Regions from separate parts of the Rattus norvegicus genome. Here regions 1 and 2 are each linked to region 3. A link is a contact called in public Hi-C data. All regions are on one chromosome and are shown on one strand. Each heading gives the region's core, a stretch centred on a gene start, on an enhancer-like site or on the middle of the called end of the contact. The rest is flanking DNA. Distances are from core to core; before and after follow the strand shown. Region 1 holds the start of Ranbp9 (RAN binding protein 9). Region 2 holds the start of Mcur1 (mitochondrial calcium uniporter regulator 1). Region 3 holds the start of Tbc1d7 (TBC1 domain family, member 7).

Region 1 (3,477 bases), core at 386-2,885, 310 kb before region 3:
TCTCCACTGGGATTACAAGTATGGGCCAGCCCACTGCCCTTTTTATGTAGGTTTGGGACTTGAACTCAGGTTTTCATGTTGTGCAGCAAACCCTTTACCAACTGAGCCATCTCCCGAATTTGACTTTTAGTTTTTGAATAGAGAAGTCAAAAGGTATGGTTATCTTATCCACCAAAATGATATCCCCAAATGTCCTCTGCCTCCGCTGATGTGGGAAAGTGCCGTTTTAACAATGTCCTCTCACAGTTCATTAATCTTTTGACTCTGACTGGAGGACAACCAGTGTCTCCATGAAAAAGCTTTTGACAAGGATGCAGACGATTCTACTCCCTTAACAATGCCTAGGATATGTAAAAATTTCTAAGTGTCCTGACAGAAAAATAGTATGTTTCATGAATAAAATCTTATTGACTCTGTTAGGGATGTTTGATGAGGCTTGGAGCCCGTGTAGCCCATCTTGCCTACCAACATGTAGAAGAACATGGCTTCCAGGGAACTCCCTTTATTTGACTATAAATGGAAGTTTTAGTGTGTTTTAAATTCAATGGCATCATGTAAACATGCTGTGATTTGTAGAAAAAATTTAGAGCAGAGGTTAAAATTATGGCACCTTTTTATTATTATTAATGAACAAAGGAGTATCTAGTGTGGGTAATTTAAGGTGGAAACTAGGCAGAATGCTACTTCTGGCCAGGTGCTATGTCCATGGGAGTCTTTCATTAAATCACCATTGACCGATTTGCTTCAAAAACAAAGTAACTAGTTCTCTGTTCAACCAACCATTCCATGCTTATATGGTCCAATAATAGCCAGTGTATCACCTCGGAAGCAAACAAGGTGTCAGAACCTGAAGCCTGACTTTCGCCGGGCTAAGGAAAGGGTAAACTAAACAAAGGGAAGTGTCGAAAACAGAATAGTAATGCTATGTGGGGTCAGAGAGCAACACTTGGCAAATTGTGCCACATGAGTTGACCAAGCACTCTACTGAGAATTGCAAAGTAGGAAGTCCCATTTGTTTAAAACTCTGCTGACCTCAGTAAGTACTTCCATGTTTTAAAAAAAAATGGGCATAATTCTCTGCTACCTAACAAAGAGGCCTATGGTGAGAATTAATGAGCTTATAAAATGTTTTGACGTCCCCAGAAGCCCTTCCTAAATGCACACACAGTTCGCGTCCCTGCCCTTTGACGATATGCCAGTCTTGATTGGTATTCCTAACGTGGCTGTTCCCCCGTTAAGTTCACTCGGACTCCTCATAAATTAATTAATTAACGAGAGGGTCACTATTTAAAGCGGGAGACTTCGCCTTCAGAAATGGTTTCCAAGGGCCCTTTATTGACCCGCTAGCGTTAGAGGCGTTAGGAACCCCGGGCTCAGCTCCCGGAGGCGCAGCAGGGCTCGATTGCTCTCGCCTGGGCGCGACGCGGGCTCCCGGCGGCTGAGGGGACGGCGGGACAAGACGCGCCAGGCCGCCGGTCGGCGCAGCTAGGATCCCGCAGCCACCGGAGGCCCGCGCCCGCGCCGTAGAGCCCCAGGCCGCCGACAAGCCCGTCCGCGCGCGCACCCGGCCCGCCCCTCGCGCCGCGGCCCGCCTCCTCGCCTGGCGCCGCCCGCGCGCAGCGTCTCGCGCCGCCCGCTCGCCCGCCGGGAAACAGCCGCGAGAGCAGCGGCCGCCCCGGCCGCTCGCACCCCTTGCAGCCTCTCCGCTTCATCGCGTCGCCTAGGGCCGCGCGCCCTCCCGCCCGCCTGCCCGCGCCCCTCGCCGTCCCACCGCATCGCTCCGGGTCGCGTGCCCGCCAGCGCCTGGCCAACGCTCCCTCGCGCCCTCCCGTCTGCCCGCCCGCGGCCGGTCTCCTCAACCGCCGCGCTCCGCCGGGCCGCGCGGCCCGCCGCCTGCTTCCGGGGCGGGCGGACTCTGGGCGCCTGGTGCCGGCGGCCGCAGCGACAGCGCCCCCGGGAAGCGCAGGAGGAAGCAGGGACGATTGGAGGTGCCGCAGGCTGAGTCGCGGCCGGGATGTCCGGGCAGCCGCCGCCGCCGCCGCCGCAACAGCAGCCGCCGCCGCCGCCCGCCGCCGGGGCCCCGGGCTCCGGAGTCGCCCTGCCCGCGCCCGCGGCCGCTAGCGCCGGTTCCTCCCCGGCCGGCTCGCCTGGTGGAGGCTTGGGGGCCGCAGCGGCCGCCCTGCTGCTCCACCCGCCGCCGCCGCCGCCGCCTCCCCCGGCCACCGCCGCGCCGCCGCCCCCCGCCTCGGCGGCCGCCCCCGCCACCGCGCCTCCCGGCCTGGCCGTGGGCCCGGGCTCGGTCGCAGGCGTCCCGGTCCCGGGCCTGGCGGCGGGCAGCAGCGCCGCTGCCCCTTTCCCGCACGGCGACTCGGCCCTCAACGAGCAAGAGAAGGAGCTGCAGCGGCGGCTAAAGCGCCTCTATCCGGCCGTGGATGAGCAGGAGACGCCGCTGCCCCGGTCCTGGAGCCCGAAGGACAAGTTCAGCTACATCGGCCTCTCGCAGAACAACCTGCGGGTGCACTACAAAGGTACGGGGCGCGGGGTCCCGCGGAGAGATCCGACGGTGCGGGGCGAGGCTCTGGGCGAGGGAACGTGAGAGTGAGGTCCCAGGTGGGAAGGAGCTGGACGCTTTGAGGGAATCCGGGATGACCAGACACATCGCACCTTCTGATTTCCTCGAGATAAATCTATGGGCTGGAGTTGGGTTACATTGTTCTCCAGGTGGAGGGTCAGGCCATCTCCTCTTACGCAGCAGGGGTGAGAGGCACGATTCCGAGGTACAGTTTCTAATTAAGGGAGAGCAGAGATACACAGGAGGGGGAGGGAGGCGTGATCGGTGGAGGATTTGTCCCAAATTAGGCCAGAGATTGTCTAGGGGGACAAAAGGACAAGGGGCCCAAGTTGGCCATCATTGCACCTTACTGAAAGCAACTGGGAGGTTGGGAGGGGAACCTCAGGATTCCGTTTTCTTCGGGGAGCAGAAACCCTCCCCCCCTCCGCATTGGAAATGCCCTGTGTTTCCGGGTTGGTGTTACATGAAGTTTTGTTGAAAACAAGGGTTTTAAAACATACCAATTAGCATTTTGAAGAAAACTAGCTTATATTTTGCACCTGCAGTTAACAAAGTTAACCACCTTAGGCCTCTGCTTTCTCCCATCCCCACTTTTTCCTAGGTTAAAACAAAGCTTTAAGGAAACTGTATAGAAGGTTATAAATGGCAGTAAGGGGGTTTTGAATTGTCGCTCAGATTAATGGCGTGTGTCAAGTTTAGTTGTGTGGAGAGGGTAAAGAAAAATGCAGTGGTATCAGTTTGAACACATTCTGTGTTTTAGGCCCTAAATCTAAAGCAGGCGAGCTTTTACACCTAGCAGGCTCTTTTTGATTGGCTCTAAAGGAAGGGTCTTCGGATCCTAATGACATGTCTGTCGAGGATATAAACAGCCTTGCCGTAAGATTCTGAAAGAATTCAGAACAGGG
Region 2 (3,530 bases), core at 209-2,708, 390 kb before region 3:
TAGATGCCCTTCCCTAACCATTTTGGTTACCTGCCCCCTTTACTCTACACTTCTGGCTCTCCTCTCTCTCCTCTCACTTCCACTTCTCCCAAGTGGCCAGACTCAAGGTCAGGTTCAGTCCTTTGGACTCTCGCAGAGGTCTGTCTCTGGCTATGTTTTCCCTTTTCTGACTATGCCCTCCTCCAACGTAAGAGAGGCAGTCATGTCCTTTCCTTTTCCTTCCTCTCTCTGTCTGTCTCTCTGTCTCTCTGTCTCTCTGTCTCCCCCCCCCCGCCTCCCCCCCCCCCCGCTCTCTCTGCCCCCACCCATCCAACAGCAATGTCTTTTCTCTCTCTCCCAGCATAGTGACTGGTACAGGTGATTCATCATGCATCAAGATAACACAAAGGACCAGGAAACTCTAAAGTGCGACAGTCTTTCGAAAAGTTCCGAGCTAAAACACTGCCTGTTTCAAATATCTTTTTTTTTAAATAATATTTATTTATTATATATAAGTACACTGTCGCTGTCTTCAGACACACCAGAAGAGGGCATCAGATCTCATTACAGATGGTTGTGAGCCACCATGTGGTTGCTGGGATTTGAACTCAGGACCTCTGGAAGAGCAGTCAGTGCTCTTAACCACTGAGCCATCTCTCCAGCCCCCTCAAATATCTTATTATCCAGTCTAGTTTAACATTCATACTCCACGTTTTACGTTTCCACACTAGGACCTTTTATTGTGCGCTAATCCAAAACAAAAGCTGTAGCCCCATGTGATAGTGCACGCCTTTAATCCCATCACTCAGGTGGCAAAGGCCAGCTTGATCTACATAGTGAGTCCCAGGCTAGTGAGGGCTACATAGTGAAACTTTGTCTCAAAAAAACAAAACAAAAAACAAAACAAAAAAACCTGGAAATTTAACTTATGGGCTCTGGAAACATAGTTCCCTATACCCTGTGAATAATTCCCTAAAACACAACCCTAGAGAACTTGAGTTAAATAAAAATCTAAGCCAGCCGGAGCAGTCAAGAACTTTTCACCGGTCTGCGAAGGACAAAGAAGCCATTAACATTCTTAAGACAACTGCATAATGAAACTGTAAGTCACAGAAGCAGAAAGAGCAGCGTAATTCTGCAGCCGGAAAATGGCTAAGGCGCACCCTAGTTCCCGCCCCAGAGACAAGGTTACGGCAGGCCATGGCAAGGGGACAGGGGCGTGGTGATGCAAAGGCGAGCCCGGGAGAGGGTGAGACTGGAGGAGCCGGGCTGGGGCCGCCATCTGAGGGGCGTGGTCAGGGCGGGCTCCGACGAGGCTGGCGGCTATGGGGAGGAGGCGTGGCAACGGCGGACTACGCCGCAGGCGGGCAGGAAAGGGCAGGTCTGCACGGCGGCCCACGCTCGCTCCCGAGGCGACTCGGAATCGGGACCGCGCGGGAGCGACATGCGTGCGCGCTCCGGCCTGTGACCCACTCGGGGATGGACAGCGGCTCCTTGGCGGCCGAGCGGCCGAAGCGCACACCGGGTCGCCAGCGGCTCCTGTCCTCCGGCTGCGGAGTTCCGGTGCGCCCCGGCGTCTCCACGCTGCCCGGCGGACGAAGCTGGCTAAGGCCTCGAGGACGGACCGCCCGCGCGTCCCGGCTGCTGCTCCTCTTGCTCGTGCCCTCCCCGCGCCTGGCCGCCACCGCCCCGCGTAGGACGCTGGCTGAGCGCTCGCGCCCGGGGCTCGTCATCCCCGCGGCCGCGCTCGGCGCTGGCAGGAACGCGCTGGGCCGTCTGCGGCTGGGTGCCCGGCGCGTGGCCGCGCTCGTGAGCAGCCGGAGAGGTGAGGCCGGAGGGAGGAACCACAGGTCACCCAAGTGACTGGGCTGTGGTCGCGCCGCTGGGGCGAGGTTTCGGAGCGCAGAGCCCGGGTGGCCTGACACCGGATGACACGCATACTCGGGCTGCCTTTGCACACATGTTGGAGCCAGGGAGAAGTGGGAAAAGTGCTAGAAGCCGGTGCCCGGGTATTCAGGTCCGAGGGGCGCAGATCCAGGAATGAAGGGATGCCGTTTTCCTTTGATTCCAAACTATTGATTCTTTCATGGTCCGCTGTTGCCTGTTCTCTGCCTGACACTTTTCTAGCTGTTTGGAGGTAATAAGTTCAACAAACTCTTCTCTTTCCGGAGCTTTCTGCAAGATATGCAGCAGGTGTTTTGTATATGTATACGCACTTACTAACGACAAATACTATAAAGAAAAATAGAGGCTTTATGTTTACGGCTTGAAGAAGAACTCTGTGCCTTTAAACTGAGTGGCCAGAGTAGGAATCTCTGTGTCATTTAGGTAATTGAAGGAGGCGAGGGACACCACTGAACTGCCTAAGACAAGGAAAGTAAACTACCTGGAATGTGTTCATAGTAAGTAGCAGATTAAATCTTATCCTGCAGGCTAATCAGCAAACGTGGCATAATTACTTCTTGGGTAACCTGTTTCTGTCTATGGTAGCCATATACACCCACGCGTTGGTCTTCCATATTTTTTTTCTATGATCATTACCTGCATCTAAAATTTAAGAATGCTTATGGCTAGGGGAGAGGCTCCTAATAGTTCAGAAAAAACGAGGGACGCTTTACACATAGGTAGGAAAACAAGCAGTGAGCTTTCTGTCCGTGTTTTGTAGGATTAGGAGTTGGAGACCTGTCTGGCTTCTTATTTCCATACCTTGCCTTCCTGTGTGCTATTTTGTTTTGTTCTGCTTTGAGACCAGGAGAGAACCGTGTAGCCTAACACAGAGATCCCTTGTGCCACCGAAGTGCTGGGGTTAAAGGCTAAGCTACCACACCCCTGCTTGCTGGACTTTTCACAAGCTGTTGCCTGCCGATGTTTTTGCTCTTAATGTATGGTTTTGGCACAAAGATTGGGGGCGGGGGTTCTTTCTCATTGTGTTAGCAAGATAGTGCCATTGTATTGTTCTCCTTCTTTTGAGAGGATAGCTGCATTTTTAAAAGGGAAGCAGCAGAAACAGTAAGCTTTCCTGCCCGTTTAAGCTGTCAGCATTTTGCTCCTTTATCCTTGGCCCGAGGTTGTTAGTTCAGTTTTGTGCCTGAGGTCCTCAGTGGATAATTTTACAGTTGGTTTCTCATCCATTCAGGGCTATCTTTGGGCTTCTTTTACAATGATGGATTTTAGCACCCTTTGACTGTGACGAAGGTCTCCAGAGAGGAGAATTACACCTTACATTCTAATACCCCTTAAGTTAACGTCTTCCTGCTGTGATCCCTGGGAATTAAGTACTCCTGGGTCCTCATTGTTGTCTTGACCAAACAGGGTGGCATTCCCATCCCTCTGTGGGTAAAACGCCCATTGGGAAGTGGCCAGCCCTTTCCCTTACTTTTTAGAAGCCAGCTTTCTTCAACCAAGCTTGCTATTTCTGGTTCCAGTTGTTTCTGGAAAAAGGAAGGAAAAAAAAAAAACTGGTCAATGTACAAATCATTTTTAACAGTGGTGGTGTGTTGGTCTGGGGATCTAACTTGGTGGATAAAATACTCAAGCGGGAGGACCAGAGT
Region 3 (3,823 bases), core at 962-3,461:
GGAAGACCTAAAGCAGCATCACTAGTAACCAAAGGGATGGAGCCTAGAGGGTGGACCAAGGAAAACATCAGATGCCCGTGTGTGGGGGTTTGGTGCCTAGTTTTTGAGTAAAAGGTAGATTGATGTTATGAGGCTTTTGTAAACAGTCATCTTGCGAAAACAGAAGTTTATCTCCTCTAGAGGCTTCCAAATACCCAGCTCACCAGCTCATCAAAAACGACAGTGATAGGCAGTTAGGGGCTCTCCCTTTGCTGCCACCACCTATGTCCCTCTTGGGCTGCACCTCTCACCAATCTTACCAACACTTTTATGGTGACTGCATCACTAAGAGCTCTGTGTCAGAGGTAAGAAGGAGATTGCCTAAGTTATGGCTTGCCCTAGGTTTAGATGGAGTAAATATAGCTGGAGTAGCCACCCCAAAGGACTGCTTAAGCAAGACTGAGTACCCTAGTAAGGAGGAAGACAGGATGGTGGTGGGATGGCTGTGTGATCCGAACACTGAACGTTCCTCTATTTTAAAATTCGACACCCATCTTACCCACAGTGCACCTCAGTTGTATATCTGATTTTGGTTTCTAACTTTCCTGTAACCTTTAATGTCGTGACAAGTACAGCAGATGGGCAATGCATTTTGTGGAATTTAACTGAAATAAAAAGTACTTTTTTTGAGGAGCAACTAAAGTTAATATAATAAAATGTCATCAAAACATGAGTCTGCCAGTCTGTTAAGTTTTGGGCTCTTAAGGAGCCAGGGCACATCCCTGAACCATCCATCTTTTCTCTGGAAGATTGCTTTCAAAACATAGTAGTTTAAATCTTCCCAGGCATTGCTATAGACCTGTGAAATAAACAGTATGTACTAATTTGTTTTACTGTTTAAAGAGTATTCTATCTGTTAAATCCCAAGATGAGCTCAAGTGTGTAGTCAGTGTATTATTAACTTCATTTTCTTCTTATATCCATATATATTTACATTAAAATATTTTTTATTTGTATGGGTGTTTTGCTTGCACATGCATTTGTGTGCCACATATGTGCCTGGTGTCCAAGGAAGCTAAAGGGCATCCCATCCTTCATAATTAGGTTCTTAGATTTAAACCTAAGTACTCTGGAAGAGCAACCAGTGCTCTTCACCATTTAACTGTCCCTTCAGCTCTCATTTTTCTATTTTAACGGAGAAGCTGACTACACGAAGCCTGGCCATACGTAAAATAGAATGTGACTCACAACTTGCAGAGAAAAATAGCTCCCTTTTCTAAAACATTCTAGGAAGCCAGATTGTGACTAACAATCCAAGACAAGAATCACTAGTCTGTCCCAAACAGCTAGATCTTCCTAATAGCTCCCTAATTTAGTCCTTGCTTCCAACTCAGTGCCACCTGGGGATGGCCAAAGACTATGCTTTCCATGACAAATCTTACACAGGATGCACAGCTTCCCCAAGCAAGCAGCCTAAAATGGCTGCACGCTTGGCATTCTACTAGGTCTGACTGAGTAGCTGCCAAAAGTCAAGGGACAGCAACTGGCCCCTTGCACAGTAAGGGATGAACAAATGATTTTCTTTATCCTTCCTTGGTCAGAGGGAACACTTTTTAATTTTTAACTATTTGTGTATGTTTTGTCTGCGTGCGAGTACATCATGCACGTGCCCGGTATTGGCAGAAATCAGGATGATGATTTTGGATCTCCTGGAACTGTTGTTATTGACGGTTGTGCGCTACCTTGAGTGCCGGGACTTGAACCCGAGTTCTGTACAACAGCAGCAAGTGCTCTTAATTGCCTAGCCATCTCTCCTGCCCATCACTCAGTTTTTAATAGCTGAAAACTCACTGATTTGTTTTCTCATGGTCACTTTGAACGTTTGGGAGAAGCAGTGCAGCCCAATCAATAAGCAAAGGCTGGTTTCCGTTTTTCCATTCAGCGTGGTGAAAGAAACACCGTCTGAGGGATCCCGGTTTACACTGGGCAGGAGTATGGTGGCCGGAGAAGAGTGCCATAAGTAGGGACGTCCGAACGGAGAGGGAGACGATCACCAGGTGAGAGGGGCAGACGTTGTTACACAAGGACTGACAGTCTCTCGGCGGCCTGCTACTACCATACAGCGCCTCCAGCTTTACCGCTTTAACGTCCGCGTGTGGGTGGGGCTTCCCGTAGATGTCCTCTGCGCACGCGCACTCGGCGCGACGTCACGTCCGGCGACGGGAGTTAGCAGTGGAGAGGGCCCGGGGCCGGTGTCTTGCAGCGTCGCTCCCCTCGCACGCTCGGCCCTGACGCTTATGGTTCCGCCTGCCCGCCGGTAGCACAGCGTTCCTGGCCTGCTCTCCGCTGCCTCCCGGAACTCTTAGTCTGAACCGGGTGTGTTTGCTCTACTAGAGGTGAAGCGTGCATAGCCGGGAGAGCGGGGCCTGGGGCTTCACCGGGTGCGGGCATCTTTCCCGCAGGTGGAATCACCTGGGCAGGATTTGTCTTTCAGGGCGACGCCTTTGCCAATCAGAGTGTAGTCTTAGGAATGCTGTCCTCAGACAACAGGAGCAGCGAATGCTTAACAAAACAAAAAACAAAAAAGCAAAACCCCAAACTACAGATTGCATTTTAATCTTTGAGTTCTTAAAAACAGCTATGATTCTAAGTTGCCTCTTTTCAAAAATGAATTATAATCTTTTTCGTAATAAACTGTTCAGATATCTAACTTCCAACAAGAAGTTCAACCTTCCCTAGTTATCTGGGGACGTCTCAGGGGCTTTTAGTAGCCGAAGACTTTATTCTTTGGAAGAATGTTTGCATCTTTAGTGCCTGATTCAGTAACCTAGTTTGACCATTTCTTTTGGTTTACCATTAATAGCACAAAGATTGTTTTGAAAGAATGGTGTGCCTCTGAGATGTTTTGAGTGCTCTTGCAAGGTTTTAACCGTCTTCTGGTTATACTTCAATGCCGTTTTTCTGTTGGAGTTTTGTATTTTGATAATTATATTTGGCAGAATTGTGTTTACAGGAAGAAAAGTAAGGGCAGGACTTAGGGTGTTTTTTTCCTCTTAATGTCTCCAAATGCCCATTTTCGAGAGCACAGCTAAGCAAAACAAAGGAAATTAAAGTCACATATAATCTTACTAGCTGAATAAACTTGTTAATGTTTCAGATGTCCTTTTATTTTTAAAAACATACCTATCTTGGACTAGGAGTGGTTGTCCACACTTTTTTATCCCACCACCCAGGAGACAGAGGTGAAGATCTCTGATTTGAGGCCAGCCTGGGCTACTTAGTGAGACCTGAGTGGTAAAACTGGAAGCAGAATTAGTATATACCACTGGTTAGCCCCATCTATATAATATAACTTGCCTGCTTTTCTAATCCATCCTTTTTTGTTCAATAGTTCACAATGAGTACAAGGTATTTCATTGTGCTATGGATTTGCATAAGTAAGTAACGAACCTGAGAGCCTCCCTTCTGTGCCACCTACTTTAGTAGCTTGGAGGGCAGTTGACCTATATCTTCACATCTATATCTTTGACCAAGATGCATAAGGAAGATGGGATAGGGTTGTGTGAATTCAAAGATTTCATGCTCCTTGCTCAGGGGCAGGCATTTTATCATATTTGATTTATTGAAAAGGCAGAGACATATTCACCTAATGTCTTCCCAATTCTTCTTTCTTTGGCTTTAGGCTCACTTAAGAAAAAAAAAATTCCCTCCAAGGATGAAACATGACTGACGACTCTCAGAGAAACTTCCGTTCAGTCTACTACGAGAAAGTTGGCTTTCGTGGAGTTGAAGAGAAGAAATCACTGGAAATCCTCCTGAAAGATGACCGGTTGGGTGAGTCTCA

Evidence for each region. Hi-C and Micro-C count contacts between places; a contact is called where the count stands out from the background.
Region 1: a contact with region 3 is called in a Hi-C map of Schwann cells, with 3 times the contacts expected there. The contact joins the promoter of Ranbp9 here to the promoter of Tbc1d7 in region 3. A contact is called at or near these places in 6 of 12 Hi-C or Micro-C datasets (Schwann cells, frontal cortex, hepatocytes and 3 more) and 1 of 1 datasets of contacts at active chromatin or transcription factors (oligodendrocytes).
Region 2: a contact with region 3 is called in a Hi-C map of liver, with 7 times the contacts expected there. The contact joins the promoter of Mcur1 here to the promoter of Tbc1d7 in region 3. A contact is called at or near these places in 2 of 12 Hi-C or Micro-C datasets (kidney and liver).

Annotation. Positions count from the first base shown.
Region 1 is chr17:21,425,142-21,428,618 of GRCr8, forward strand. It overlaps Ranbp9 (RAN binding protein 9), which reads left to right and starts at 1,636. Exons shown (of 14, transcript NM_001427414.1): 1 at 1,636-2,528. The coding sequence starts at 2,015.
Region 2 is chr17:21,347,032-21,350,561 of GRCr8, forward strand. Mcur1 (mitochondrial calcium uniporter regulator 1) reads left to right here and starts at 1,459. Exons shown (of 9, transcript NM_001305178.1): 1 at 1,459-1,804. The coding sequence starts at 1,459. LOC134482833 (a long non-coding RNA gene) reads right to left here. Exons shown (of 4, transcript XR_010059429.1): 3 at 3,356-3,410; 4 at 2,018-2,154.
Region 3 is chr17:21,734,728-21,738,550 of GRCr8, forward strand. Tbc1d7 (TBC1 domain family, member 7) reads left to right here and starts at 2,212. Exons shown (of 8, transcript NM_001108411.1): 1 at 2,212-2,375; 2 at 3,662-3,813. The coding sequence starts at 3,702.